Regions from separate parts of the Gossypium hirsutum genome. Here region 1 is linked to region 2. The links are chromatin contacts, called in public Hi-C maps. All regions are on one chromosome and are shown on one strand. The core of a region is the stretch at or near the end of the contact, and the rest is flanking DNA. Distances in the headings are between cores, read along the strand shown.

Region 1 (7,356 bases), core at 3,209-5,708, 89 kb after region 2:
TCTCTATACTAAATCTTGCATGTATACTATTCATACATGATACGTCAATAGTAATTGTTCGAACTATGAAATAGAAACCAAAAGTGTATAGTCTGAATGTTGGTTGGGGTTTGCATGAACAGTTCATATGAATTTGACAAGTTCAGTATGAGAAGTTTGAGCATGGTTGTATGACACATCTAAAAAGCATGTGATGAAGTGCATGATTAGTGTATTAAAATGTTGAATCTTAAGCGATGTCAGTGCATGAAGAGCCTATCAAATAAGTCTGTGTTTATTCACCGCGGTGGATTCTAAAAGGGTTCGTCAGGACTAAAAACACAATCTTTGATATGAATCTTGAAGGAAAAACTCATGACTATGGCACCTTCCGAAAGGAACTAAAGGACGGTGATTACCTAATGAAGTTCTCTACATGTCTTAAGACAATGATAGGAAAACCTCACGTAACATGAGTTTAGGCAAATCCATATCGTAAACATGTCAGGAAAGAAACGCCTTTGTAACGTGATATTAAAGGAACGCTTTTTGGTGAATCATGAAGGGATAGCCTCTGTGGCGAACCCTGCAATGATAGCCTTTGTGACAATAGTTTGAGAGATAAGCCTTTGCGGCGCACTCTGAAGGAATAATATACATGGCGGATTCTATATTAAACTATTTTGGCGCGGTTAGTATGGTTTGTAACTGTGATTAGATATATCAGAAAAACACAGTGTCTTCATGGGTTATGGTAAAGTGTTATGCAATACCATCATTCAACTATGAATAATGAAGTGATGAGATGTAAAAGGGATTATGGGCAAACATAAAAGAAGCGTATTCTGAATAAGGATTTTTTTCTAATTTTATATCTGAAGGAAGTTACTTGTTATCTGTATATGTGATGAAACATGAATTATGGAGAAATGATGGCTTAAAGTTACGTATACAAGAGTAACAATGTTTCGATCGAATGGACCTCTGTAAAGGAAATGAGTAAAGACTTAATAAAGATCAAATTGAAAGAGGTAAGTGGCATATCGAAGATGTTGTTGGGTAAGTAATGAGTTCAGAGTAGGGATGATATCCATAGAGAATGAAGAATAAAATTCTAAGAAAAGTATTCGCCAAAAACAAGTTGAAAGATCAGAACAATAAGAATGTCATAACAATTCTTCAGTAACAGCAATGTGCAAGCATTATAAGGTTTTCCTCACTAAGTTCTTATGAACTTACCTCTGTGTGTGATATGTTACAGGTAAATTGAAATGACTTCACGCCAGGAGGGACAATGCCAAGACTATGCCAAGAAGTGGCATCTTGAGTCATTGTGCATACAAAGCAAGTTAGTGGCGTATTTAAAGTTTAAATTGCTTCTTAGAAATCCATACTTTGGAGCATCTGTAATAGATTAGGTTTTTAAATAAGATAATGTTGCAATTTAATTACCTTGAGTTGAATTTGTAATTACTCGTTATTTTTACTTATGTATTTTAGTTTAAAATTTTGTAATTAAGTAAGTTGTAATTATCTGTAAATTGTGTGAGTAGATTAAGCTTGTGCTTGTATTCGTGTGGTAATACCCAAGATCCGAATGGGGTTAAGGGCGCTACATGAAGTTTGAGACTGCAATCCATGATACAAAAGTTATATTAGATTATGTTCACTTAGATGTTGGGGGTCCCTCTAGAGCAAGCTCTTTGGGAGGAAAATAGAGTGTGGTTGTATACAATGAAGAAAAAGGATGAAGTGTTAAAAGTTTTCCTTAAGTGAAAAAAGATTATGGAACTCAAATGGGCAAAAGGATCAAGCATCTTCGTATAGACAATGGTGGAGAGTATAGAAGTGATCCATTTGCAAATATTTGTGAAGAAGAGGGCATCATCAGGCTCTTCATTGTCAAATCTACACCACAACAAAATGGGATGGCAGAACGCATGAATTAAATGTTGCTGGAAAAAGTTCGATGTATGCTATCCAATGTTGGATTGGGTAGAGAGTTTTAAGCTGAGGCTATAACATATGCATGCCATCTCATTAATCTACTACCATCTACTACAATTGAAGGAAAACACCATTAGAGAAATGGAGTAGGAAGCCTGCTACAGATTATGATTCCTTACATGTGTTTGGTTCTGCTGCATACTATCATGTTAAGGAATTAAAGTTGGATGCAAGAGCTAAGAAAGCAATGTTCTTAAAGATCACTTTTGGCATAAAAGGTTTTCACCTATGGTGTCCAGAAACGAAGAAAATTATCTTTAGTAAAGTTGTCAGCTTTAATGAATCTACCATGTTTTCAAAGGTACAAAGGAAGCAGTCAAATGATACTCATAAGCAAATGGAGTTCGAAAGAGTGATGATTCTAGCAAATGAAGAAGCTAATGATTCTCCTATATAAAATCATTAAAAAGTTCAATTTTAAAAAAATTATATTTGTTTTTTTAACAAAGATTTTATTAAATATATAGGTCAATATGAAATCTAATTAGATTAAATGTTTTTCATAGTTTGTTCAAGAGACAAATTTTAGTAAAATGCATCTTTTATAATAATAACATAAATTAAAGAAGTTTTTGGGATTTTAATTATCTATTTTTCAATTGTTACATACCACTTGAGATAGCAAGTTGAGATAATTAAAATGTAACGAGTTTTAGTTAGCATTTGTGACTTGCATGTTTTTTTTATTACGACTGAAAACAACAAATGACTTTTTTATCGTACTCCATTTGATTTTATTTATGTTGTTTATTTATTTTTATCTCTTGGTTGAATTTGAAGTGAGAGAGAGAGATGAGTTTTTCTAACAATATCAAATTTATACTCATCCATTAAGGTTTAAATCAGTTTATTTTCCTTAGAGCTGAAGTTGATCAAATTTACATGGAGGGGAAGCATTTTTAAAAAAGTAAAAGAGGAGACTTTGTGGATAAAGTCAACTCAAATTTAAATGTTGATTAATTTGATATTTTGAATGAATAAGTTGATCGATCTTGGCTTTAGGTTGCTATGCTACACTTGTGGGACATGCCTTTGGAGTATTTTCATTAGAGTATTGTACTTTTTTTACTTTGTATTTTTGCACTATTGTGTTAGCCATTTCTTGAAGTGTAAACCTTGAAAGTGAATGAGGATTTTGGGTGTGTAACAATGTTGGTGTGTAGGGATAAGAATGAACTTATGAGAAATTAATAAAGGCTTTAATGTGTGTATCAATGTCATTTTTTTAAGGTTCTATTCGCCCCCACCTATATTTTGGTGTGCAAAAGAGTTGTTGGAAAATGAACCACAAGGATACAACGAAGCCCAATGGTTGTCTAAGTTTTGCATTGACGAAAACAGTCCACTGAGAATTGGTGGGAGAATAACAAGAATATCAATTTCTATAAAAAAATATTTTGTAGTAATTCTTTATAGAACAATCTAAAAATAATAGAATATGGAGGATAATCAAAAGAAACAAAAGTTTTATATATTTTGGTGTTTTTGGTGTTCCAAACAAATGAATTTTGATTATTTGTTAATAATTAAATGACATAACTTTTGATAATAAGAGACATAACGCATCACTCTTGGTTAACAACCAAGTAACATAACTTTTGATATTCAAGAGATATAACTTATCACCATGAAAAATGACAACTATTGACCAAAAGTTGTACTTGCAACTTTTCATTTGCAATTATTGGAATTCTATATGTATTTTGAAAATATTCCATCAAATAATAAGGTTCATTGTTGGGGCTACAATTACCATTGTTGTAAGGGTAAATTGGTCATTAGCCAATAAGTGACATGGATCAATTGTTGAATAAAATCATTTATTGAATAAGACTTCATAAAGTAAGATTGACTAATTCGAACTAAATTAGATGTATTGATTTAGTTCTTTACCTTACTCTCCACTTGTAATCTATTTGTAAAACTACCAAGTTACAACATGTGTTAAAACACCAATTGAGACAAATAATTTGAACTAAGAAAACCTTTTCAAAGTTTGTTTATAAAATTTACGAGAGAGAGAGAGAGAGAAAAAAGAGAGAGAGAGAGAGAGGAGAGAGAGGAGAGAGAGGAGAGAGAGAGAGAGAGAGAGAGAGAGAGAGAGAGAGAGAGAGAGAGAGAGAGAGAGAGAGAGAGAGAGAGAGAGAGAGAGAGAGAGAGAGAGAGAGAGAGAGAGAGAGAGAGAGAGAGAGAGAGAGAGAGAGAGAGAGAGAGAGAGAGAGAGAGAGAGAGAGAGAGAGAGAGAGAGAGAGAGAGAGAGAGAGAGAGAGAGAGAGAGAGAGAGAGAGAGAGAGAGAGAGAGAGAGAGGGAAATTGAAAATTAGGGCAGAGTGTATATCTCATGAAATAGTATAAATGAACCCTACCACTTAAAAAAAAAAAGAGTGAGGGTCGTTCGTGGGTGGATAATATAGAAAGGGGGGCAGGTCCAAATTAGGAATTAGGATTATGATTTTGGATGGTGATTGAAAATGGCATTATTATGTAACCAAAAATCAACCAACACATGGTGACTCCACCCTTCCCCATTATATAACTAACGTTGACCTTTTGAGTAACGATTGAAGTTAGGAAACCCCAGAGGTGGTCCTCATGCAATTACAGCAATCAAAATTGGTCTAAAGAGAAATAAAATTGAGTTTAATTTACGAATTGATATAAATTTATTAAATTGAATTTTAATTTTAATTAATAATTTAATTGATTCGATTCTAAAAATATTGATTGCAATATAATCATAAGAAATCATAATATATATTAAAATTAATTGGTTATTCTTAAATTTGAAGTCTCACTGATCTAATCTTAATTTAAGTTCTCTACATGTAGCAATAATTGTATATGTACCCATACGTTTATTATAGAAAGCTACCAAACTCTGATTAGTAATTAAATTAGGGGTAATTTTTTTTATTTACTACTCACATCCATTTCAAAATTTTGTTATTTTAGTTATTCCAGTCACATAAGTTATCAATTTTTAATTACTCTACCATTAATTTAGGTTTGATCACCAAACTGAATATTGATTTGGTTTGGTATAATAACAAAATTAACTCTCAATATTTACCTATTTTATTAATTTAATCCTTTTTTTTAAAATGTAGCCTTTATTATTTACACATTATACCAATTTGACCATAATTCTAAAAATTAAAAAATTTAAAAAAATATAAAATTTTAATATATTTTGGCACCTTCAATCTGCACTTTTCCTTCTTATCTCCCTCAATCGAGGCCAATTTTTGTTCCTTGTTAAATATTTTAATTGTTTAACTGATTTATCTCTTAAAGCTTTTAACCTAACGTTGTTGGTTACTTGTTTTCCGAGAATGAACAAAGTCTCGTATCTTTTCTAATATTTCTGAATTAATGCATAATTTATAATTTTTGAGCTTGGGGTTGGAGGAAACATCGTAGAGAAAAAGTGGGAAGTAAATACAAGAAATAATAGTGAAAAGATAGTGGGGATGAGATGATTTTAGATTGCAGTGTAAAGAAGGTAGTGTTATTCTTATATTAATTGGATTGGGAAAATTAAATCTTTATCTGTAATTTTAACAAATGTTTGATTCGTAATGAAAGCATTATCTAATTAATTTCCTTCCAAATTCTAAAAATTTAGAAATCTTCCTTCTTATTATTTTCATTCAAATAAATAATCCAAATTTACAATGAAAAATTAATTCATTTTTACAATAGAAAATGAAAGTCAAATTTATATAAGCATAGAAAATATTTAAGAAAACGAAAAAGAAAAGAAAGATGAAAAGGAAAAGTGTGGATTTTGGAGAAGGGTGGTGTGAAAATATATTAAATTTTAGAAGAAAAAATTAAATATTTATTTTTTAGTATTTTATAAATTTTAATTTCTTTATTAATTTATATTTACATTTTCTTATTAGAATCATAATTAAAATAGTATAATGCGTAAATATTAAAGGTTAAATTTGTTATTTTTTTAAATCATGATTAAATTAATAAAATAGGTAAACATTGATGGCTAATTTTGTTATTATATCAAACCATGTCAACATTTCGTTTGGTGACTCAACCTATTTAAACCGTAGAACGATTAAAATTGACAACTTATCTAATAAAAATGACTAAAATAACAATTTTTTTAAAATAAGGGAAAAAATAAAACAAGTAAACTCGGGTCATAAATAAGGTAATTTACTCTTAAAATAGTGTGTGATGGCATGTGAATGGATGAAGTACAGTTATATGGAAGTGATGCTTTCTGAGCTGTGCTTTCTAGTATTTAGGTTTGTTGTTATGAGTAAGAACAAAATTAGAGAAAAGTCCAAAAGAATCTTCAGTGTTGTTGCATCATTGTGCTTGTCCCATATCAGTATCCCCATCACCAACAAAAAAATATTACATTTTTACTATTATTTCAAGGTTGGTTACCAATAGTCTCATCTAGGCAGAGCCAAAAGAAAGATGGCAGGTATTAACTATATATAAGTTAAAAAGGACTACATTGTTTTAAATTAGTCTTTCTATTATTATATAAAATAATTTAAATTTTATATTATTACAAAAAATTATGTAAATTCAAACTGTAACAGAGTTAATATTTGTTGTATAAAAAATATTTTGAAAATTATTCTTTACAATTGCAATTTAATTCCAAACAAAAGACTTCATTTAAAAACTTATTAGCACTTTGAAAATATTAACTCTGTTAAACAGTAAATAATATATTTTTAAAAATATTAAATGTTAACTCTATTCTAATTTAATTTTGTTTGATTCTTTATAATAATATATTGACTAAATTTAATATACTGCTTGGGATCTCCTAATTGCTTACATATATATATATAGAAAGAGGGGGGATTATTATTTTGTGGCAAGTCTAAAATAAAATCAATTGACCTTAATATAGAAGAAGAAAGTTAGGATAGGCTTGCTTGGATATTTTTTACGGGTATTTTACCAATAAAAGTCCTTTTTTTCAAAATTTACCGAAATGGGCTAACTATTTAATTATTTACCGGAATGGCCCATTTTCCGCGAAATCGCGTCCACGTCAGCGCGATGTCAGGGTACGCGCCAGGAAATCTCGTCCACATCAGCGCGACTTGCTAACGTGGACGGAAATCGCGCCCTAGAGGACACAATTTGCTGACGTGGCATGAACAGTTTATGTTTTTTAGCTTGAAAAACTTTGAAAGGCCATAACTTTTGGCTCGGTTGTCCCATTGAGACGATTTTTTTTATTTCGAATAACTTTTCGAGATTTACGCGCTGACAAACTGCTTAGAGATGAATAGGGACTAATTTGTAAAGTATAATTTGTTAGTTACGAGTATAGGGACTAAAGTATAATTATTTCAAAATTAGCATGAAATTTTTGTATTT
Region 2 (7,253 bases), core at 1,587-4,086:
ATAACCAGTCACACAAAAATAAATAGTAAATGGACTTATGATGTCCCAAATAAAGTGAAATTTATAGCTATCTAAAAAAAGAACCTCTGCAACATAATCCAGAAACATTTTGATTTTTTCTTCTCTCTACAATGTTTACATTTCTCTCAAACATTACCTTCCTGATTCTCTTGTATCACCGTCTCTTATTCTAAGTCTACATCTTGGCACAATAATTCCTCTCAACAAGTAATTACTCCATCTCTAAGCTCCTATTTTTATCACATTTTACTATTGTCTATACTTTTCCAATTTTATTTGATTCAAGTATGAGAGTTGTGTTTGTCAAATAGAAGCAAAGGCGGAACTTACATTTGAGTAATGACAAGGCCAGTTCCATTCTTGTTAGTATGACATGTAACTCCTTCCCAAGCATCCCAATCAGTAGGAGCACATGGATCACCATTCCAACCCATTCGGTCAGGAACACAGAGTGAATCTTTCAATGCTTTCATTGCGACCACTACAAGATTGCCAAATAAGTAACACATCCATTTCAAAAATATATATCCCAACTTCTCTCTTCAGCACAAACATTATTTACATGTGAACTTTTTCTATCTATTCATTTTCTAAACCAAGAGAACTATTGAATCAGTTCCTTCAAAGTCCTGATCTTTAACACCAACCGCAATATAGGGCCCATTTAAGGATTTGCTCCAGTTTCCAAGGAAATTAGAACAAGGACAAGCATATTTCCCCTTTTTTCTTGCCAAACTCACACATTTATCACAACCATCTAGAAGTTTTTAACCCACTAGATGAATACATGTGACAATATGGCCATCCTTCGTAAGTGATTCTAACATATCTTAGGGCAATATTAATAAATGGAACACAGACTCAAACTTTTTAAGTTTTCATTATGAGAACTCGATCTCCCCTTGGCACCTACTTTAATAAAATAATAGTTATTATAATCACATGTTAAATAGAAAGCTATTTGGATATCCGATCTGTTTTCTTTTTGGCGGATTCAGATTTTAAAATTACCATCCACTAGAGATTTGGGTAGATACCTGGTTTTCCATAATCCAAGGGTGCATTACTTATTTGGATAACCGATGTGGATTTCGATATCCAAATTCATTGGTTACAAAATGCTTATAATTTTGACTTCATATACATAAGATTATAAGTTCAGAATTTTAGGAGATTTGAATTCAGATGTGTGGATTTGGATATAAAAAAAATGAAAATTTCGAAATTGGATTTTTTCAGATTCGGATATCCAACAGATAAAATGTATTTAACTCTCGGTTAATTTGCGGAAAATAAATAGGTTCGGACTTTTAGGTAAATTTGCAGATTCAGATAAATAAAAAAAATCGCATATCCTACCCACCACCATTCCTAATCAAATTAACTACCCAAAAAGTCTAATTTTCCTATAGAAAGCTAATGATTTCAAGGACCAACCAAACTCTCATACGCAGCTTTCAGCTTAACATGCAGATCACTAAAAAGTTCGTATAAATAATAAAAATTCAGCATCTTTACCTTGTTCAGGAACCGTGGCCAAATCAGCTGGAACCATGGCGTAATTTTCAAGCCCACAGATCAACGGAGCCCCTGCCACAGGCGACAGCTTCACATTCAACACAGAACTGCTCAAATTCTTCTCCGTATAATTTAAACTGTAGGCCGCAAAGCTCCCAACTTCCTTCAATATATCCACTCTACTCACATTCTTATCGTTGACCAGCACATCGAACACTCTCTCCCCTGCCTTTTTAACCGTCGAATCGATCTCCGCAAAATGAAACCACACCAAATAATCAAGCTTTGCATCCACTGGTAATTCGTATTCCAGACGTCCCTCAATTGTCACCGCCGATTGGTACAATTTCATGGGAAAGTAATTCGGCGCTTTCTCGGTACCGGTTATTTTTTCTTTAGTGGTTATAACTTTAGCGGATTCCGACTTTCCTGCTCGGTAATCGGAATCGGATTGCCAGGAGCGGCCGAAGGCGTCCGGGTCGGATGTGAAACCGGGTCCCCATTGTGATGAACCGGGAGAGAGCCGCCCATAGTTGACTAGAATGTAGCTGTCGCCGGTTTGGGCGGAGTTATATGACAAAGGGTCGATCTGGACGACTTCGAGAGAAGCGATGACGGGAGGGTTAGTGGCAATGCTGTAAAAACATAAATCGAGTTGACCGTCTTTGACGAAGGCAAAGAGATCGGAGTAAGCGCCATCTCGAGTGAGAGATTCGGGCCAAGGAGAGCGCCAGGAAAAGACGAGAGTGCCCTCGACAGAAGCGTCGAAGGAAGGGGAATGGGATTTGCCGTCGTAGTTGTCGTAAACGGTAAAAGTACGGATGTAGTAACGGCCAGCAGGAAGGGGGATATTGTAGCAATTCTTCTTACCGGAGGAGAGTGGGAAGTAACGGAGAGTCTTTTCGTGTTGAAGATGGAAATGTAGGGGCTCGGAGACCACGGAGGTGGAGCCGCCAGTGAAGAATTTGTCGGGTAGCCAAGAGATGTTGTAGGAGTCGGTGGAAGGAGTGGAACTGCCGCAGTCAATGTGGAAGCTAGTGTCTGCAAAGAAAAGAAAAACAAAATAAAATAGCAGCAGTTAGCAGATAGTGAGCGAGAGTAGGGAAAAAAAAAACAAAAGGTGGTGGGAGTGGCTTACTGTAAGGGTAGGGCAAAGGGGAGGAAGAGTGGAAGAGGGGAGCCAAGGAGAGCAGGAAAAGGACGAGGAAGGACATGGTGGAATGAGAGAGAAACAAAATGGGAAATGGGGGATTTGATTTTGGACATTGACACTATAAAGTAGGAGTATAAAGTCAGACAGTAAAAGAGGGCGAGATTAGTGGGATATAATATTAATTCACACTTCTCAATTTGTTTACATAATACCAATTAAAAATATTGTTTTTATAAATAAATAAAAAGTATAAAATCAATTTGCTAAATCCTCAAATTGGAAAAGTAAAAGCTTTTTGAAAATAATTTAAATAATTGTTTTCTTATAATTTACTTTAAATATATTTCAATTCATATTAAATAATAATAAAATGTAAAATCACTATTCTTTATCTAATTATTTATATTTCAATATTTAATTAAATTGATTTTAATATTTAAAAATAATTACTATTAATTATTTATATTAATTTAAAAAAAATTAATATATTTTAATTAATACTCAAAATTAACCCGTGCGATGCAGAATTAAGAAAATAAGATATTATCTAAAATAAGGCTTTGATGCATTTTAAGAAAAATTAGTTAGTGAAAAGTTGGTTTTATGAAAAGTGGTAAGTGGTATTGTTATCCGCGCAATATGTCAGCATTTTTATTTATTGTTACGAAGTGAACACTTTTTAGATTTTTTATTAAATTATTATAAAAAAATAAAAAATAACTAAAATATTATAATTTTTTTATTTACTAAAATATGCCAAAAAAATAAAAACTTGCAAAAAAAAACCTGTGGCTTGTTTATTTTCTTTTTATTCCCCCTTTAACTCACTTTTTTATTTAATAAACAAGCTCTCAACCTATTTTTGTAGTTAAATAAGCTCTTAATCTATGATTTTTACTCATAAAACCCCTTTATTTTATTATTAAAGTAAATATATTTTACCTAAAGTAAAGCTATTTAAAAAAGTATAAACTAATTCGCATTTTATATATTATTTTGGTAATTTGATGAGAATAGTTTATTTAAAAAATTTACTAAATTTGATGAGAATAGCTTATAATTATAATTTATTTTTTCTATTTGGGTTACATTTATGGGTGATCGGTTTTATTATTACTTCTGGCTTTTCAATAAAGCATGCCTGGTATTTCTATTAATTTTTTTAATTAAATCTAATATTAGTTAAGTGATAATTAAGATACTTAGAATTCTAATTAAGTAATAATTCTATTTTAATTTAATAAACTATTCTCGTCAAATTACTTAATAACTCTATTTTAATTTAATAAACTATTCTCATCAAATTACCAAAATAGAGTTTATTAAATTAGAGTTTATTAAATGAGAATAGTTTATTAAATTAAAATAGAGTTATTACTTAATTAGAATTCTAAGTATCTTAATTATCACTTAACTAATTAGAGTTTATTACTTAATTAAAATAAGGAGGGCTTAGAAGACAATTAGCCACATTTCAATTTTAGTGCGCCCCACCAACAATTCACTTTCAAAATTCAAAATAGTAAATTTGCATGTTAGGTCCTTGAAATTGCAGATAGCTACATTTTAGTCCTTTGGCACCATTGGTGCCGCTAATCTCTTTGGCACCTTTGGTGCCGCCACAGGTTTTTTTTTTTTGCAGGTTTTTAGTTTTTTTGGTATATTTTGGTAAATAAAAAAATTTATGATATTTTGGTAAATAAAAAAAGTTATAATATTTTAGTTATTTTTTAATTTTTTATAATAATTTAATAAAAAACCCACACTTTTTCCTATATTTTAGTAATTACGATTTCGTATTAACTAATGAAACTATTTAATATACTTGGTTTCAATTTAATTTATTTTTTAATTATTATATGCGATCAATTCCTGTGAAAAACCTCTTGTGACACTTCTTTTTTATTCTAAACGATTGAATCGACCTTTGCGATATATAAAAAATGACCGGGTTGAAAATGCTATAAAAAATGATATGTCACAATATTTTTTTTATACATGTCAAAGTGATGGAAAAGAAAAAATATCTTTTACGTATCCACCCAGTTTAGCAACTTTTGGGGAAATGATACAAAATTATATATTTTTTCACACCAGAAAATTTGTTTTCTGATGAATTGTATACTGATTGGAGTTTTATCAATAAACTAAAAAAAGAAATTTTAGGGATAGAAGTATAATAAGAGAGTTCAAGATTAGAGGGGTATAATATTGATTCAGATCTCTTGCTTATATCATACCATCTAAAAAAAAGAGTCTATGAAAAAATAATAAACAAATAAAAGTATAAAATTAATTCTCTTATTTCATAAGCTAAGTTCAACCTTTTTGGATTGCTCACATCAAAGTTGAACTTTTCAAAATGTTCATATAAGAGTCTAATATTTATAAATAAATAAGAAAATATGCTCGAATGAAAGCTAAACTTTTTAAAGTATTCAAATAAGAGTAAAATTTGTTTGAAAGTGCTCAAATAAAACCCCACTTTTTTAAAAGTGGATAAATAATTTAGATGATTGTTTTCTTAGAATTCACTTTAAATATATTTCAATCCATATTAAAAAATAATAAAATTTAAATTAATATTATTTATTTATTTATATTCCAATATTTAATTACATTAATATTAAGAATAATTTTAAAAAAATTTAAAATTTATATGAAATTTAACGTTATTTTCAATAATGTTAAAATAAATTTTAAATTTTATTAAAAATTATAAGAAATTTAAAAGCTTTTAAATAATTTTAAAATAATTTAAAATATAATTAAATATTTAAATGTAGTTTAAAATTATCTTTTAGTACTGTTTACAAATTAATTTTATATCCCATATTTTATATTTTAAATTTCAATTACTTTATTTTAATTTCTTACTTATGTTATTTGAGAATTTATTAGAAAAATAACATACATTAATTTAATATATTTTAATTAATCCACAAAATCAACCTATGCATCATAGGGTAAAAAAAACTTTCATGCATTTTAGGAAAATTAGTTAGTGAGATGTTGTTTTCATGAAAAGTGATATTGTTATCCGTGCCACTTGTAATCATTTTTATTTATTGTTATGAGGTGAATCCTTTTTCCGATAATTACTGACCTTGTATTTCAGTAATTATGTATTTATTTCAATGTTAAAATATGGTTGCCTAAATTACGAGCAAATTACACATAAAAGTTTTACTTTTAAAAATTTATCGAAATAGGCCCGGTATTTTATTATTTATTGGAATTGGCCTTTTTTCTCGAAATCGCGTCCACGTCAGAGCGATGTCAGGGTATGTGTCAGCAAATCGCGTCCACGTCAGCGCGATTACTTACGTGGCAACAAATCGCATCCACGAAAGCGCGATTTGCTGACGTGGAAGCAATAATTCATGAACAATTTATGTTTTTTAGCTTGAAAAACTTTGAAAGGCCATAACTTTTGGCTCGGTTGTCCGATTGAGACGATTTTTTTTATTTCGAATAACTTTTCGAGATCTACGCGCTGACAAACTGTCGAAGGCGGTTTGCCGCAGTTTTCGTCGAAAAAGATCCTTTTTTGCCATTAAATTTTGATTTTTTTGGTTTAAAATTGAATTTTGAAACATTCAAATCATTATTTTCCTTATTTATTTGAAGTAAACACCGGGTTTTTTTTACAGAATTATTGTATTATTTTTTCTAATTTGACACGTGTATGGAATAGGTCCGATAAATCATTAGAACGTAAGTAATATAATTAAGATAATAACAGTATTTTTATAATATGTCAATTAATTAGTTTAGCTTAGTTGGTTAAGATGCTTGCTCTTTTCCCTTAGTACCTTGGTTCAAATTTTGTTGGTAACAATTTTGAATCTTTTTTGTACTTGTTGCATTTATTTTTTTAATCAATTAACTCTTCAATATTACATTAATATATATTATTAGTACAATAGTATAGACGGATTGACAATTTGAGCTACAATATTATGAATATTAACTACAATACATAATTTGAGCTACATATTACAGTAATACATTAATATGTATTATTAGGGGCAAAATACCAAAAAAAGGGGCAAATTACACATAAAAGCCCTATTTTTTTAAAATTTATCGAAATAGGTCCGGTATTTTATTATTTACCGGAATGGGCCATTTCCCCAAAATCGCGTCCATGTTAGCGCGATGTCAAGGGACGTGTCAGCAAGTCGCGTGGACATCAACGCGTTTTGCTGATGTGTCAGAAAATCGCGTCCTCGTAGGCGCGATTTGTGTCCATGTAAGCAAAGCACGCTGACGTGGACGCGATTTGCTGACACGTCTCCTGACATCGCGCTGACGTGGACACGATTTTGGGGAAAATGACTCATTCCGGTAAATAATAAAATATCGGGCCTATTTCGGTAAATTTTAAAAAAAATAGGGCTTTTTTGGTATTTTGCCCGTAAATTACAACATATTTTACTATAAATATGGTAATGAATAAATACATAATTTAGATTATAAATATGATTACTAACTAATGAAATTATTTTATATGCTTATACAATTTGAATCTTTTATATATCTTTCTTCTTAAATATTA

Evidence for each region. Hi-C and Micro-C count contacts between places; a contact is called where the count stands out from the background.
Region 1: a Hi-C map of leaf shows a contact between it and region 2, with 2.8 times the contacts expected there. The contact joins the enhancer-like site here to the promoter of LOC107887012 in region 2. A contact is called at or near these places in 17 of 34 Hi-C or Micro-C datasets (anther, callus, fibers and 4 more).

Annotation. Positions count from the first base shown.
Region 1 is chrD02:39,027,038-39,034,393 of Gossypium_hirsutum_v2.1, forward strand. No RefSeq gene overlaps it. Among protein-coding and RNA genes, the nearest start is that of LOC107887146, 27 kb to the right of the region's middle. Within about 2 kb of position 4,459, at least 3 of the 9 cell types and tissues checked have an H3K27ac peak or open chromatin away from gene starts, as enhancers often do. A contact at or near this core is called in fibers and leaf, where this site is marked.
Region 2 is chrD02:38,939,677-38,946,929 of Gossypium_hirsutum_v2.1, forward strand. It overlaps LOC107887012 (receptor-like protein 4), which reads right to left and starts at 2,837. Exons shown (of 9, transcript XM_041088536.1): 1 at 2,678-2,837; 2 at 1,540-2,580; 3 at 352-502. The coding sequence starts at 2,753.